Linked DNA regions of Sus scrofa: region 2 is linked to region 1. A link is a contact called in public Hi-C data. All regions are on one chromosome and are shown on one strand. The core of a region is the stretch at or near the end of the contact, and the rest is flanking DNA. Distances in the headings are between cores, read along the strand shown.

Region 1 (4,998 bases), core at 1,466-3,965:
ACCCAGTCTTTTGTATGCTCTAGAGAGGTAGGAGGAGTTCTTTGTGGCACAGTGGGTTAAGGGTCTAGCTTGTCACTGCAGCAGTTTGGGTCACTGCTCTGACGCAGGTTCAGTCCCTGACCTGGGGACTTCCACATGCCTGGAGTGTAGCCAAGGAGAGAGAGAGGTAGGAATGACACCCCCAGTCACCAAGGGCTGTGGTGGGTGACGGCTGGAGATCACAGATCTCTGGGGTTTTGCTGGGACAAGGGTGGAGCCAGCACTCCTGGTTCTTGGGGGGAGAGAAAGGCTGAAAGCTGTGTCCTGAGATTTGTGTGCATGCCAAGTATGGAGTCTGGGATGCCTGTCTTCTCCAAAGAAACAAGATTCATGCATTTCACTGCAGTGAGAAAAGCCCGAGAGCGGGAAGGAAAGCTCCTGGGGTGGGGCAGCCGTGGGACCTGTCCTCCCAGGTCCTGGGAAAGGACAGGATGGGACTTCAGTGTACCCCTGGGGCCTAGGGACTGAGGCTCGGGAACCAAGCTGGATATCTGGTGGCCGCAGTCCTGGGTGCCCCGAGGGGAGCAGGGCCACCATCCCCGCCCTTTCAGGGCCCACACTTACTGGGTCCTGATACCGTCTGTAGATCCGAAGCTGAAGAACTGTGGAGGGATGGGGGAGGAGAAAGGCAGGAAGGGAGTGTCCAAGAGCCCGGCCTGGCAGGCGGGTGTGAGCTGCAGTTGTTGCTGGGACCACGTGCCCAGCCCCCTTACACACCCCGAGAGCGCAGGCTGCGGGTGGGCGGGCAGCCGGCTCCCTTCCCGGGCCTTCTGCCTGCTCCCTGCCAGCACAGCGCTGAAGGCCAGAGCCGCTCTGGGGCTGGGAGCCAGGCAGCGTGTGGGTGGGAGGCGGCCCTGCCCCCGGCTCCACCTGCCCCCTCACCAGCCATGCCCACCCATCCTCGCCGTCTTAGCGTTTGTCCCGTGCCTCCTTTTCTCCGTGCACCCCGTTTTGCACACACCCTTCTGTGCTACCTCCCCTCAGTCACCCCCTTGGCACACCAACCTTTAAACACGCATTTCCTGGGGCTCTGGTTTTGCACCTACACTCTTTTTGCCCACTGGTACCCTTTGCCCCGCTTCATGCTTGGCTCGTTGTCTTGGCACACACCCAGCCACGTGAACACACTTATTTGCACATTCATGATTTGCCCCCCCCCCCAGTTTTGGAGCAAAGATCTCTCTTTGCACATTTCTGCTCTTTGTGCAAGTACACTCTTGCACACTCCTTGCTCTTTGGTTTTCTTATCTTTGTACCCACCCAACTATGGAAGCACACTTATTTGCACACTCAAGCACGCTGTCTACTCAGGACTTGACTTCCAGGTATCCCCACGTGCACACTTTCCACCTGCGCTGGGACATGCAGTGCACCCTTTGACCCTTTCGAGGCTTCCCAACTCACTGTCCCCTCCCTCACCCACAGTTCCACACCGGGCACTCTGAAGTCCCAGCGCTGGGTGCTCCTCCTCTTTGCACAGTATCAGTTTAAACCCCTCTGCCTTTACGGTACCGGCCCTCTGCACACCCACCCCAAGTCTACTCCCCACTGTTCGAGTGAGCATCGCACTAGCCATTTGTACACTCACTGTCCACAACTCGACTGCTTTGCTGGAGCTTCCTTTATACACACAAATTATCTTTTGCACAGAAAACATATGTCTCCTGGGTGTAACCACCCCCCTCCCATCTCACCGCCGCCGTGCACACTCCCAGAGTCAGATTATGTCCCCAGGACCGGGGGACCCCTCCCCTACATTCATTGAGAGAAGCTTCTCACCCGATCGGAACTTGGAACGAATGATTTGGGAGCGCTGGGAGGAAGCCGCCAGGGTCATTGCCAAGGCTGGTCGGGGACCTGGACTGGGGAGGGCAGGGCCCCCACAGGAGGCAGGGTCAGAGTGGAGGTCAGAAGGCGTCCCCCGCATGTGAACACAGCAGGGAAAGGGCCTAAGGAACTTAGAGAAGGGGGAGGCCTTGAGTGGTATCTTCTGAATCCTGGGGAAGGAGGCGACTGGGGGCCCAGACTCCTGGGTGTGAGAGACCAGAGGGCTGGGGACCAGGACTTCTGGGTGTGAGGGAGAAGGGGCTGAAGGCCCCAATCCTGGAGCCTGAGGGAGAAAGGACCTGAAGTCTGGGGCTCCTGGGTCCTAAGAAGGAGGGCACTGGTGGCCTGGACCCCAGATCTGTGAAAGGGGAGGAAGGAAAAGGGGATGAAGGGCAGGAACTCAATACTCCGAGGGGCCTAAAATCTAACCAACAGCCTTGATCAAGGGCAGGTCCCAGGGGAGCAGAATGGTCTCTGCCTCCTGCTTTTTAGAAGGGCGTGGGTGGATGTCAGCCACCACGGTCGATGGGGAAGGGACTGGGATCAGAGAGGTGACAGAAGAGTTAGGGCGGGTTCCCCTCCCACCCCGCACCCCAGGGGCTTCTCACCAGGTGGGCTCTGCGCAGTCGTGCTTTGCAGCCGCTTCAGTCCCGCGATCTAAGCCAGAGGCCGCAGGCCCCGCCCCACCAGCCTTTAGGGGGCGCGTCGAGAGCGGTGGAGGCTGGCGGGGGAGACCGGAGCCCCTCCTGGCATCCCGAGAAGGGGCGGGAGCACGGGCTGCGAGGGCCTGGGGCGGGACTGACGTCGGGGTTCCTGCCTCCTCCTCCTCCGCCTCCTGGAGTGGGGCGGGGCAGCGGGGGTCGGACTGACAGAAGCAGGTGCCAGGAGAGGGGCTCAGGGTGAGCAGCAGCGGCAGGTGGTCGTGCCCCGGCCTTGCAGGCAGGTGCCACCTGTCGCTTACTTTTTCCCTGACGCAGCAGCGGGAGTCGGATTCAGGGGAGTGAAAAGTTCAAACTGGAGCCCTGGATTCCTGGTTCTGATGGAGGAGGGAGCTGGGGACCTGATTTCTGCGTTCGAAGAGAAAGGGCCGGGGACTTGGACTCCTGGGCCTGAAGGAGTGGGTTGGGAGCTCCGTACTCTCGGGTGTGAAGGAAGAGGGATTCCAGAACAGGGACAAGAGGTGCTGAGACTGACTCATCGGTGTGCTCGACAGGCAGAAAGGGCCAGAAGGGACTTGGAAACCCAGACACCTGGGTCTGAGAGAGGAGTATGGGCTTCGGAGGTCACCCTTCAAGTGTTGGCTATTTCCCACTGGCAGGACTGATCTTTGGCAGAACAAGTTTAAAGCCCTGTCCTTAAATGCATGGGAGGCCCCCGTGCTCCTGGGTTGGATTACATGTAAGAGGGCAAGCTGAGGCCGTGGCTATAAATACCTCGGCGAACTCGGCAGGAGCCCAACACTCCCGGCAAGGGCCCTGATGCCTCATTTCACAGAAAATCAATATCACCACCGCTCCCAAGTCTTAACAAGTGAGACGTTGCCAATCCGACAGATACCTTTATTGCTGCTGGTACTCAAATCCCAAACCCATCTTCCCATTGTCCCATCCTCTACTACTCCAGAACTCAAACTCCCAGTATTCCACGCGGGGGAAAAAAAACTACAATTCCCAGAAAGCTTTGCGCTCGGGTGGGCTCTAGTGGCTAGAAGCCAAGGAATTTTCAAGGTTCGCGCGTTCGTTCGATATGGGTGTTCAAGGAGGCGTGGTCACGGGAGGTCCGTGGCGATGATTGGCTGGTAGTTCCTGCTGCTCAAGGTCCCAGAGGAGGCGGCGGAGCCTGCGCAATTCACGATGCAGGGCGTCGTCGGTCACCGGACCGGTGAGGCAGAGGCGCGAGCTGCCCAAGGGCAGGATGAGGGGAGGGTGGGAGGAGAAGCTTTCGAAGATGTCCCCTATGAGACCGAAGAACAAGGAGTTAAGCTCTGAAAATGGGCATGAGGCAGCAGTGTCGGGGAGAGCCGAGGCTGCGTCACACCCGAAGGAAGGAAAAACTTAACACCCCCCACCAGCAACTCCTGTAGCAGGGTCCCCACAAAGGCTCCCCTTGGGGTGCCCAAGCATCATGGGAATTGTGGTTCAGACTATGCAAGGCCACTGTGGCCTGGGAAATGGGCGACCTGGTTGGGTTCTTGGATCCGTAAGGAAGGGCTGGGCACTTCATTTCACAGATTCCTTAGAGTGGAGAGGCCTGGAATCTGGCCTCCTAGGTGAAGGGGGTAATTTGCGGGGGAAAGAGGCTGAGGGCTGAACCCCTGTATCCTGAAGGAGAATCCTGTATCCTGGGATCCAGCACTTAGATCCTGGGAGGAGGAAAGGGTTTGGGTCCAGAATCCTGATCAGAAGGCTGTGGATTGCTAGGTTCTCAGGACCTAGAGAAAGCTGACAGTCCCAATGCCTGTGTCCCGATTTCTCCCCACCTGTGTCCACAGCATCCCGCTCTGCAGAGGGAGGATCCCAGGCAGGTGGAGGCCCGCGGCCAGGACCCAGCTGGTAATGGCTGAGCAAATGGTGGAGCTGAGCAGGGGTCAGTGTGGGATGGTCAGTTCGTAGGCTGCTCCACGAAGCCTGGTGGGAAAATGGGATGAGAGATCCTGAGGAAGGCCCTCCATAGAGGGCATGGATGTAGTGGGTAGACAGTGGTGTCTGTGCGGTGTCTTCTGGGCACTGTGAGGCCTGTTGTCACCAAAGAGATGGTGGGGAAAGGGCACACGCTCGGCTTTAAAAAAGAAAAATGTGTCTGCTTCAGAATACATGGGGAGGTAGGTGTGGGTGGAGAAGAACAAAACTGACCATTAATTTATGTTACTGTGTGCAGAGGTGTTGTTATCTACTATGGCTACTTTTCGGATCTGTTTGAAAATTTCTTTTTCATTTTTTAAATTTTTAAAAATTTTTTGCCATTTGTTGGGCCGCTCCTGTGGCATATAGAGGTTCCAGGCTAGGGGTCTAATTGGAGCTGTGGCTGCTGGCCTACGCCAGAGCCACAGCAACGCCAGATCCGAGCCACGTCTGTAACCTACACCACAGCTCACGGCAACGCCGGATCCTTAACCCACTGAGCAAGGCCAGG
Region 2 (4,998 bases), core at 1,695-4,194, 660 kb after region 1:
TTTATTTATTTTATTTTTTTTGCTTTTTCTAGGGCCACACCTGCAGCATATGGAGGTTCCCAGGCTAGGGGTCAAATCAGAGCTACAGCTGCCACCTATGCCACAACCACAGCAACGTGGGATCCAAGCCACGTGTGTGACCTATACCACAGTTCACCGCAACGCTGGATCCTTAACCCACTGAACAAGGCCAGGGGTCAAATCTGCATCCTCGTGGATGCCAGTTGGGTTCGTTAACCACTGAGCCACAACGGGAACTCCCAAACTGCTGGATCCTTAATCCACTGCACTGCAGTGGAAACATAACCCAAGTCTTCTAACTAGACTTCTGGTCACACCAACTCCAACCCCCCAGTAATCTTGACCATTCCGTAGCCTATTAGCATCACTGGCCAACAGAAATAGAAGATGAGCCATATGCATTATTTAGAATGCATGAATAGCCTCATTAAAGCAAACTAAAAAGTGGGAGTTCTCTGGTGGTCTAGTGGTAAGGATTTGGTGCTTTCACCGCTGCGGCCCGGGTTCAAACCCTGGTCTGGGAACTGAGATCCCACAGCAATATGCCTCATGCCAGGGCCAAAAAAAAAAAAAAAAAAAGCCAAGTGAAAAGTAACAGGTGAATTCATTATAACACGTTTTTTCCCCCATTTATCCAAAACAGAATCATTTTAACGTGATCAGTATAAAATATTAAAATATTACAGACTCCTTTTTAATAAGAAGTTTTCAGAATCTGGTGTGGGTTTAATAGCCATAACACATCTCAGTTGAGACTTGCCGTGGTCCATTGCTCTGTTGTCCCGTGTGGCTGCCTTTTTTGAAAATGCAAAATTTGACCCTGACAACTCCCCTGGTTTTACCTCCAACTCAGACCTCTTCCCTCTATACTCTGCCCCTTTATCTCTCCCCAGTGCCATCTCCTTTACAACAACTTACCTTGAGGGAATTCCTATTGTGGTTCAGCAGTAACAAATGTGACTAGTATCCATGAAGACTCAGGTGCCATCTCTGGCCTCGCTCAGAGAGTTAAGGATCCAGCATTGCTGTGAGCTGTGGTGTAGGCCGGCGGCTACAGCTCTGATTCAACCCCTAGCCTGGGAACCTCCATATGCTGCAGGTGTGCCCCCCCTCCAAAAAAAACCCAAAACCTGACATTGAGAATTTATTATAATATCTCGTTCTTAGCAACACAATGCAAAAGTAATTGATTGGCTTAAAACGGTTGGATATTAGAAAAAAATAGTTCCCTGGTGGCTTAGTGATTAAATATCCTGTGTTGTCACTGCTATGGCTGGTGTAACTGCTGTGGCTTGGAAACTTCTCTATACCTTGGCTGTGGCCGAAAAAAAAAAAAAAGAAAAGAAAAGAAAAGGGAAAACAGCACTGCTTGTTAAAAATACACCAAAGACTTGAGTAGACCCTGGCAGAAGATACACAGATGGCCAGTAAGGCAGGTGAAAGGAGGCTAAACAGCCGTGGTGATGAGGGCAATGCAAATGAGCTAATCGGTTTATACCTACAAGACTCTTAAAATTACAGGTTGATTTTTTGAAGTGCTGGAGGGGATGTGGAGCCCACAGAACGTTCATGGGTCACGGATGGGAATGCAACATGCTACAATACAGAGGGGAACTTTGGCAGTTTCTTAGAAAGATACACCTAGCATATGACCCAGCTGTGTTCTCAGTTTACCCAGGAAAAGGGAAAACATAGATCCAGAGAAAGCCTTGGTCATGATGGTTCACAGCCACTCTATTCCTAACAGCCCTATCCTGGAAACCACCCACATACCCACATACCCATCAAGAGGAAAATGTAACCCATGGATTCAATGGACTACTCCTCAGCCATGAAAAGGACTGGACAACTGCTAGGTGTGACATGAATGATTCTCAACAGCATTATGCTCAGTAAAAGAAGACAAACACTTGTGTACATACTGTAATTACATTTTTACAAAAATGTTTTTATCATTTTTACGAAATTTTAGACATGGAAAAGATGCGTGACGGTGACAACACAGAAAGTGATGGTTTCTGGGGTTGGGTGGGGAGATGTTGAATAGAAAAGGTCATGAAAGAACTTTCTGGGGTGATGCATATATTCTGCCAGTGGCACTCATCTTCATTCAGTACGTAATTTTCCTGCAGGTTTAGGAAGGCTCCCTGGAGGAGGTGGCAGCTAAAGGGCGCCCTGACTGACAAAGGAGTTGGACAGAAAAAGGGGGCGTGTGTTACCTGCAGGGGTGGACTTGGCAAAAAGCAAAGTGGCTTGAGTGGGGTCACTGGGTTTAAAAAACATGGAACAATTAAGTAGCGGGCCAGGGGTTAAATACCTTGACGCCCGAGCCCCATTCCTGATTTGTTTCGGGACCCCAGACATGAACTCCCTCTCTTTGGGCCTCTCGTTGGGTCAGTTTTCCTTCAGGAAAATGGGCACAAGCTCCTTCGTTCCTCCTGAGTGCCCGCCCCTCCGGCTGGGAGAAGCCATCAAAAGGGCGATGACTGACAGTTCTATTGAGCCAATCGCTGGAGCCTAAAGCCCTGCCTTCCTTTTTCGTGGGCCAATCGTCACGTTCTCCTTGAGGCCGGCCAAAAGCTTCGTGACGTCACAACAGCTGATAAACCAATAGCAGCCATCAAGAGGCGGGTCATTTTTGTGATAGACTGCTCTGTTTCAAGATGTCCGCTTGGCGCGGGGTCCGCCGGGAAGCTTGAAGGCGGTGCTGAGGGGAAAGGGGCGGGAACTCCCTGTTGACTTTGCCCAATCACCTGTCGCACTTCTTGCGATAGACAGGCAGTCCCTCCCATCCCGGTCGACCTAAAGGGGCGGGGTTCTGGACGCCAGACTGGGCGGTCTCCTCAATTTTGATGGGCGTCTTTTTAGCCCAATTGCAAAGCGGTATTCCCAGACGGGTCACCTCCGTTACCAATGAGATCTCCTGGCGGGGTCGCGGTGGGCGGGCCGTGGACCCTCCGGTATAAGGCGGTCCCGGGGGAGTGCGGAGAAGGGGGGGGTCTCGGCGGCCGGAGGAGGAGTAGGTGCGGGTGAAGATGGCGGCAGCCGAGGCCGCGAACTGCATCATGGAGGTGAGCGCCTGGAGCGCCGTCGGGGGCGGGGGGCAGTTTGAGGGTCAGCGTTTTATGCCTCCGTCGTGGGGAAGGGGCTCTGAGTCGCCGGATTGGGGTTGAAATCCTTTAGTCGTACGGAGGGGGCGCCGCATGCTCCGGATCCGGGATGCCGTTTGAGGTGCGGGTTCCCTAGCTTTCGAGCGCCTGTGGCACCCCCTAGAATCGAGGGTCTCGTGCCCCCTCCCACGATGAGAAGGGCTGGGGGCGCTTCCGGCCTGGTCCCCACGTGGCCGCAGCGCGGTGGGTGGGGAGGGGGTGTGCCGTGCCCGCCGGCCGGGCGGCCTCCACGTGCGGGACAAAGGCCCCGCCCCCGGTCGGGGGAGGGGCGCCCTGAGGGGGGGCGGGGAGGAGGCTCCGACCCTCCCTCTGAGGCCCCCTGCCCTCCTCCCCGGGGATCGTGACAAGCATCTCGGGGTGGGACTGACTTAGGGGCTCCGCCAAGTAAAGAGTCTCTTGGGAGGGCCGATGTATCTTGACCCTGAACAAACCCTTTGTGGGAGCGGGGCATCTGCTTAGGCATCGGTCCAGGTTTCGTGCATTCTTGAATTGGGATTGGAGGAAGACGAATTGGTTCCCTCTGGGCCCCCCTCCCACCCCAGTTTCCTGTCGATGGATTCTCCCCCGCCCGGGGCTTGGGGAGCTGGCGGGGGGGGGTGGAGCATGCCCCTGTGACCTCCCTCTGGTTGGGGGGGGGCATCTAGCAGAAGGAGGTCCTTCCCGAAAAGGCGTCGTGCACCCCCTTGTGGCCATTTCTGCTGTGTGGGAGGGACCTCTTTTTCATGGGGCGTGTCCCAAAGCCCACCTCCCCGCTGGAGCCTTCCAGGCGAGGGGAGAGAGAGTCTGTCTTGGGAAGGGGATCTGAGGGACTAGAGGCCGCGAACGTTGCTCCGTTTCTCTCCCCAGGGCATTTGTGAGGGTGGGAGTGAAACCTCCCCCTTCCTGAAGCCCTGTGTGAGGGTCCGGAGCGTGGATGCCTTAAACGGTGTTCCGTGAGGTTTGGTTCTCGTGCAGGCGTGTGAGGCTGGTTCCGGTGCTGAGTTTCAGGCCCTCCGGGGGCCTGCCTGGCGGAGGTGTCGGTGCTGAGAAGTAGGACCCAGCGGGAAATCCCCGCACAGGCCGCCCTCCTTTTTCCGCGTGTTCACGGGTTTGGGAGAATGGAGGTGGGGCTTGGAGCCCAGGGGGCTTCTGTCTGTGGTTTCACGCTTCTCGGAGCCTGACGGGTGGGTACATCTGGAAGAGATGCGATCCGGCGGGGCCTCTGTACTCTGGCCCGGTACCTTGTAGCCCTCTCTGGAATGGAGGGGAGCTCCCAGGGGTCACTCCAATGACTCCTGCCCCCCTCGGCTCTCTCCTGGGCCAGGGCCCGTGTGGGTGGAGGAAAGCGCTTCCCCAGAGGTTGCCCCAGGACTTGGCCCCGCACCTGGGGAGTTTCAGGGCCTGCCGCGGCGGTTGTTTGAATGTGGGCAGATGGGCTGAGGGTCCTGGGTCTGGCCTCCCCCGGCAGAGGGTAATAATCAGGGCGACTGGCTCTAACTGGCTTTGTTTGGGACTTGGCTGAGTCCAAGGCAGCAGCCAGGGGCCGGGCTGCCAGCTCTCGAGGGGGTGCCTTGTGCCACACCTCCTTTCTGGAATCCTCTCAGACAAGAGACTGGTTTGCAGTGGTGGCAGATGCCCAGTGGGTACACCCTGCCAGCCCCCCTCCCCCAGCTACTTAGGGCACCCAGGATGCGGGTGTGTGTCAGGAAGTGTCACCTAATCTGGGGGGATTAGATGATGAGGGGGAGTGACAGCTGGCAGTGCCTGTGTGCCCAGTGGGTGCCAGTTCCTCTGGCCTGGATGGGGGAGGTGCGCACGGTCAGGTGCC

What was found. A called contact is a pair of places that touch in the nucleus more often than the background predicts.
Region 2: a Hi-C map of heart right ventricle shows a contact between it and region 1, with 3 times the contacts expected there. The contact joins the promoter of PRMT1 here to the promoter of MAMSTR in region 1. A contact is called at or near these places in 1 of 47 Hi-C or Micro-C datasets (heart right ventricle) and 1 of 2 datasets of contacts at active chromatin or transcription factors (alveolar macrophages).

What each region holds. Positions count from the first base shown.
Region 1 is chr6:54,055,344-54,060,341 of Sscrofa11.1, forward strand. It overlaps MAMSTR (MEF2-activating motif and SAP domain-containing transcriptional regulator), which reads right to left and starts at 2,716. Exons shown (of 9, transcript XM_021094689.1): 1 at 2,475-2,716; 2 at 1,819-1,996; 3 at 604-641. The coding sequence starts at 1,966. RASIP1 (ras-interacting protein 1) reads right to left here. Exons shown (of 13, transcript XM_003127281.5): 12 at 4,346-4,493; 13 at 3,405-3,820. The coding sequence ends at 3,621. All of the region lies in intron 1 of LOC102161741 (a long non-coding RNA gene), which reads left to right.
Region 2 is chr6:54,715,901-54,720,898 of Sscrofa11.1, forward strand. It overlaps PRMT1 (protein arginine N-methyltransferase 1), which reads left to right and starts at 2,945. Exons shown (of 9, transcript XR_002344722.1): 1 at 2,945-3,092.